Regions from separate parts of the Rattus norvegicus genome. Here region 1 is linked to region 2. Evidence: chromatin contacts called from public Hi-C data. All regions are on one chromosome and are shown on one strand. The core of a region is the stretch at or near the end of the contact, and the rest is flanking DNA. Distances in the headings are between cores, read along the strand shown. Region 1 overlaps Map1b (microtubule-associated protein 1B). Region 2 overlaps Mrps27 (mitochondrial ribosomal protein S27).

What was found. A called contact is a pair of places that touch in the nucleus more often than the background predicts.
Region 1: a Hi-C map of the Rat2 cell line shows a contact between it and region 2, with 3 times the contacts expected there. The contact joins two enhancer-like sites. A contact is called at or near these places in 3 of 12 Hi-C or Micro-C datasets (the A7r5 cell line, the Rat2 cell line and liver).

The regions. Positions count from the first base shown.
Region 1 is chr2:32,612,960-32,616,162 of GRCr8, reverse strand. All of the region lies in intron 2 of Map1b (microtubule-associated protein 1B), which reads left to right. Among named protein-coding and RNA genes, the nearest start is that of Map1b, 30 kb to the left of the region's middle. Within about 2 kb of position 1,537, at least 16 of the 93 cell types and tissues checked have an H3K27ac peak or open chromatin away from gene starts, as enhancers often do.
Region 2 is chr2:32,507,375-32,510,301 of GRCr8, reverse strand. All of the region lies in intron 4 of Mrps27 (mitochondrial ribosomal protein S27), which reads right to left. Among named protein-coding and RNA genes, the nearest start is that of Mrps27, 35 kb to the right of the region's middle. Within about 2 kb of position 1,636, at least 12 of the 93 cell types and tissues checked have an H3K27ac peak or open chromatin away from gene starts, as enhancers often do.

The DNA.
Region 1 (3,203 bases), core at 288-2,787, 110 kb before region 2:
GTTCTGGTTTGCACATCCTCTGCTACCCGAGGATCAAGCTACCTCCCCACAGATGTGCTCATGGCACTAAGCTGACCAGCTCCCTGCAATCGCTTACATGTGATTTACATCAGAACTCCCAGGGGCCAGATAATAATTCACAGCCCCCAAAGATCGGCTCAGCACACTTCCGAGCGCAACTTCCTGTAAAGAGAGTGGCTACTCAATTGCTGTCTGTCTGGACAGGCCAGTGAGGGGCCTGGTGCTTGGCTACAGACCTGCATGTGTCGGAGTACGATCGGTGACCATTGGTCCACTGTATTCAGCTCATGTTTCTGCGTTATCTTTGAACACGCTACTTCTCCCAGATCTGCTCCCACAGGAGATTGGCGCCAGTAAACATCAGCCGTGGCTACTGTTTGACGTGAGCCCTGAGTTAAGCTGCACTTTCTGGTTGAATTCCATGGAACCCTTACGATCTGGCTAAACCCAACTTCACCAGAATTTGCCCCAACTTCTTCTTAACTACCTACAAGCAATGTCCGTTAAAAAAAAAGTCTTGATTGGAAATGTTTCTAACAAAAATAAATACTGGAGGCACCTTTATTCGTTTACCTTATTATGAAATTTAAAATTCGAATTGCTATGATTTCTTTAAACGGGGCTCGCACACCTATGACCAACATTCATTCCAGAAGTAGTTATGATAGGAATTAGAACTCAACATTCCCCTTCTGTCTGGCAAGTCGAAGCCTTTGCCCCCTCCTGCCCAACTTAAATAGCCCTAATATTTTAATGTGATCAAAGATCTGTAGTCATAAGACCCGTTTGAACTTCCAGAATGTCTTGAAGCCTCTAACTGTTCATCTTCGGTATCTACTATTAAAATAATTGGTGTGAGAAAAGCACCAACACACACACTACCTTGGCCTTAGGAGTAGTTACTAACTATTCTGCTGTTTGCCAGCAGATGGCATGACTCAGGGCGTATCGACATGCGGTTGAAAGTGATTCCGGAAGGATTTCCCCTGAATTTCATAGTGGAAAATTTAATTTTCCTGTTTTTATAAGGAGCTCTTACAAACAGCTAAGTAAAGTCTTAAAACTGGGCTGTGGTATGAACGTCCAGTTTATATACACACAGGCGATGGGTAGAGAGAGACACATGATGAGTATGAGCGGCTCGAGAAGGTACGGCTTTGCCTGCGAACCACATGGCTTTAAAAGTAGTTCTGCATAGTGTTGGTGAAGAGCACAGGCCAAGTTCTTCCCATTCTACTACTGGATACAAATGGCCTTTCTGACACGGGAAATTCAGTGAAAACCAGGTAGTAAAAGTGCATCAGCATTTCGACTTCATATAGACCCATACATTGAGTCTATGGAGATAAGCAGAGCTGTGCATAAAATTAGATAAAAATGGCTTGCTGTCTTATTACTTTGTTATCTATGAGAAAAAAGCTCAGAAAAAAAACCCTGAAATTCTCGTCAGTAGGGAACGGTTTAATTAATGATGACTAAGGAAGAGGATGCAGTTCTTAGCCCACATCACACACCATGTGTCACTGGACACGTGGTGGCTGTGAGTAAAAGGGCAAAGGTCATGGAGGCCGTTTACAGTTCGGTCTCGACGTAATGATCAAAACAACGTTTGTCTTTGCAGAACGCACCAGACCTTAATGTGGGCGATCATCCCGGTATTTCCTTCTACATTGTCTCTGTACTTTGTACATTTTGTGCAGTGGTCAGGTGTCCCTTCGAAATTAGGACAAGCTGCAAGCGTTTTTAAAATGATAAGCCTGACATTGAGACGTGAGTCACCCACCCACCCCCCACCTTGGTCGTCTCAGGGAAATGAGATTCAGTAGTGAGCTCTGTGTCTAAGGGGAAGCCGAGTACATCTGAGTCAGAGGTTTGAGAAGCTCTCCAGACCCTAACCTCAGAAACCTCAGACTCATGTAATGATACAGCAAGAAAAGCCTCGACGTCAGCCTGAGTTAAGAAGGTTCGAGTAGATTCGTGAAACAGCTCTGAGAGGAAACGGGCTCTGAGATCTCGTGCCCTTGGTGCTGGGCAGCCTCTTTACTGAAGCTGAATCAAAGTGGATGGTGCTGGGCCAGGAAGGAGCCAGGTTCCTGCTCTGGCTGCCTGTGGGTACACTTTGTACTTGACATCGGGCATGTCACCAAACTCTCTGTACTCTGAGTTCTCTCCCAGTATTGGATGATTATTTTTGCTTGGAATTTGGCATTCTGGTTCTGTTTCAGCCTTACACATTGAGCTGTGGTTCTGAAGAGGACCAGCCAGTGTGGAGGCAGGGGGAGCCTCCTTCCCCATCATACTCTTGGATCCAGTGTGTCTGAGCTCATACATTCCCTGTCTCTCTGTGTCCCTCTTTCTCTCTGATTGTCTCTGTCTCTCTGACTGTCTCTGTCTCTCTATCTCTTTATCTCTGACTTAGTAGCTCTCTCTTTCTTTCTCTCTCTCTCTCTCTCTCTCTCTCTCTCTCTCTCTCTCTCTCTCTAAGCTTATGCAGTCCTGGCAGATCTGAAACTGGATAGGTAGATCAGGCTGTCCTCAGATTCGCAGAGCCCCACCAGGTACTGCCTCCAGAGTGCTGGGGCTGAGGAACACTCCCTGTGGCTGAAGGTAAGTGACACCACACCTAATGGCACAGGCATTTTTGATCTATAAAACACCCGGGCATAATCCTTGGAAAGACCGTAGTTGACACCAAGAAAGGCTGTTCAATTCTCTCTCGGGGACCGATCACAAGATGAAAGCAGGGAGTCTTAGAATACAGGCAAGCCTGGGGTGTGCTTTAGCAATGGTTTTTGGTTTATAGAGCTCAGGCTGATTAGCATCTCATCTCCGGTGGAAGTGTCTTTGACCTCGAGACTTCCATAAGCAGCAGATCTTCATCCATTGTAGCTGGTCCATTAGAAGGGCTCTGTTCAGGGGAGCTTAAAGACAAACATTCACGGGCCAGGTAGTGGTGACACAGGCCTTTAATCATGGCACTCTGGAGGCAGAGGCAGGCAGACCTCTGAGGACGAGGTCAGCCTGATCTATAGAACAAGTTCCAGGACAGCCAAGGCTACATGGGAAAACCCTGTCTCAAAACAAACAAACGAAACAAAAAGACAACATACAGAAATATATAGGAATGTCTTGAAACTTCTTTTTCCCTTGCTCCAATGTACAAATCACATGATAAATTGGGG
Region 2 (2,927 bases), core at 387-2,886:
TAGTGGAATCTTCATAGCTCTGTATACATCAATCTTATTACTGATAGATTTGTATCTTTGACAAAATCTGTGAAATGAGGTTAAATGTGGTGACCTTGAGGAGACTAAGCCTCTATCAAAAGTCCTGCCTTGTGAGTCCACAGATGCTCGGATTATCACTCTCCCTGTGTTACATAAACCACCAGCCACTGTAGGCTCTCGTAGCTACAATCCCGAATCACGTGACTCTGGCCTACAATAGCCCTACTGCTCTCATGGGATGTCATGGACATGGGTTTTATGGAAATTCTGCTTCAGAACATTTCCTATTCCAAGCTGTGGTGGGGATAAATGAGAGCTAAATTTGTAAGCCTTTGTTTTCCTTGTTCAGGGTGGGCTGGGGCAAGGCAGAAAGGAAGAAAACAAAGGTTTCTAAAATGACTGACTTGGTTGAGTAGGATATTTAAAGGTTTCCTCTCAAACTGGAGCTCAACACTTTTCCCCCTTGTCTGCTCGAGACAGAGTTTCTCTGTAGCCCTGGCTGGTCTGGAACTCACTTTCTAGATCCAGGTGGCCTCAAACTCAAGCCATCTGCCTCCCAAGGGCTGGAAGTGAAAGTGTATACTACCATCCCTGGCCTGGAGCTCAACTCTAAATCCCACAGTGTTTGAGGAACATAGGGTCTAATGGAAGGCTCAGGTCAGCAGGGCACGGCCTCATCAAGGAACTAACAGCACCATGAAGACAGCATGTCGTGGGCCCTTCTGTTCTCATGCCCTGTGAGGAGCATAGTTTCCTGACATAAGTCTAATAATTTTATGTAAATTTAATCATTACATACAAAATATAGACGTAAAAACCACTGGGTCCATCCAGAGCTAGTACAACACTGCTCTCCTAACCAGTTATTTAGTTACGGTGTTCCTGGCTCTTTATTATGTAAACAAAACTACAGTTAGTTTTCTTGAGTTATGCATCTATTTCTTGTAGGACAAATTCTTTCTAAAAACCACCAACTTAAGCCAGTAGGTGTACTGGGGTAGAGGAGTATCTACCTCCATGAGGACAAAACTGTAACGTTCAAGTCTTCACCATTACGCACTTTACTCACGTATTCACGGGCAAGGCTGAACCTACTTCATATTCTTTTGGCTACTGGCTTTTCTTTAGAATTGCCTTTTCTGTTCTTTTTCCCTCCACTGCAATGTTTACATCCCTATGATTCATAGGATGTTTGACCTATTTCTTAAGATTATTAATGGAAAACCAATATCATAATTAAGTAGTTTCTCATTTTTCTTATTATTTGACGTAGCTGTAAATCATTTTGCTACACATGAATTTATAATTCCTAGGACAAACCAAGTTCTTACTAAGGTTATTTTTGACATTCTCACCATGTTCAAAAAGACCAAGCTTCTAGATTCTAAAGATTATTTTCCTGTTGTATTTTCATACCCTGGATGATTTCACTTGTTAAATCTAAGTCTTTGGTCTATGAGTAAGCCATGTTGGAGGATACGAGACTGCCTTCAAGGTCCTGGTCACTACACACCTCCTGAGTCACACTTCCTGCCCTTCCGACATCAGCCTCCCGTTTCCTTGCTGCTTTATTGCTTCTTCCCAGCTACAGACCTGAACCTTCGAGATTATCGCATTTCTGCTTTAGCTGCCGTGGTCGGGTGGAAGCTGTACAGCAGGGAACACAGGGGAGGGCTCGCCACTGCTACACGGAACACAGAGGGGAGGGCCCGCCACTGCTACACCCACACACAGCTTATTTATCCGTCTTTATTTCTGTGCTAAAACTGCACTGAGTAAAATGAGTACTGGTTGAAAACGGGAGTCAAACCATTACATAATGAAAGTTCGCTAGGTAAACGCATTTGAACTAATGGTGAAGTAGTCATTCAGAATGTTCGAAGTAATTAGGTCACTCAAAATATGCATGAAATGCTGGGCTGTTTCCAGGACAACGAAATGCCAAGTTTCACACTATTTTCTGCTATAATTAACTAAATAATCTACACTTAAGTGGCATCTTGCATATGTTCCTAAAAACCACTTCACTGGTGTGGTAATGCTGATCAAAAAGCGACTGAGACGCAAACAAAACAAAAACCCACCAACAGCCGAGCGCACCAGGAGCTGTACTGCATCTCTGTACTACTATGTTATAGCAAGAACCGTATTTTTAAAACTGTTTCCTGCGTGTGTTTATTTATATGGGTGTGCAGCCATGTATGCAGACATACCACAGTGTGTGGAAGCCAGGGGCAACTTGAAGTCAGTTTTCTCCTACCATTAGGGGCTGAACTCAAGCCCTAGGTTTAGTGGCAAGTGCTTTACCCACTGAGCCATCATGCTGGTTCAAGAACAGGAGTTTAATGGAAAACCAAGAACTGAACTACTGGGCAGCTGATTGTTGACAGTCTAGCATCTGAGTTTTAAATGGTGATGTAATACAATGTACCATATAAGCAACATCCAGACCATGAAGACGAACACTCCTGGATACCACCATCCATTTCCTTCCTGCCCCATTGGTTGCCCACTAACCCACTTTCTGCTACAGCCTGAAGACGAGTAGAGCAAACTGCTAGGCCAGCACTGGCTCTGGCTGCCACACTGAGTACTCAGCACAGCACAGGGCAGGCTCCAAGGTGGAAGTGCAAGGCTGGCACGAGCCTAAGGCTGGCACGAGCCTTAGGGACAGCAATGAAGTCTCCCTGCTCCTGGAGCCCCGGACACTGAGCTACAGGAAGACCCTTTCAGGGCTGAAGGGCCGACTCCTCTAGGAAGCATCTTCTGACTGTCTCCTATGGCCCTCTTTTACATTTACAAAGTAAGTTTTAACAGAGCATATTGCTAAGTGGGGGAGAGTAGTTCTCAGTACTGGGGCACAGCACTACCAAAAATCCAAAATGCATCCGTGACCTAATCACAAG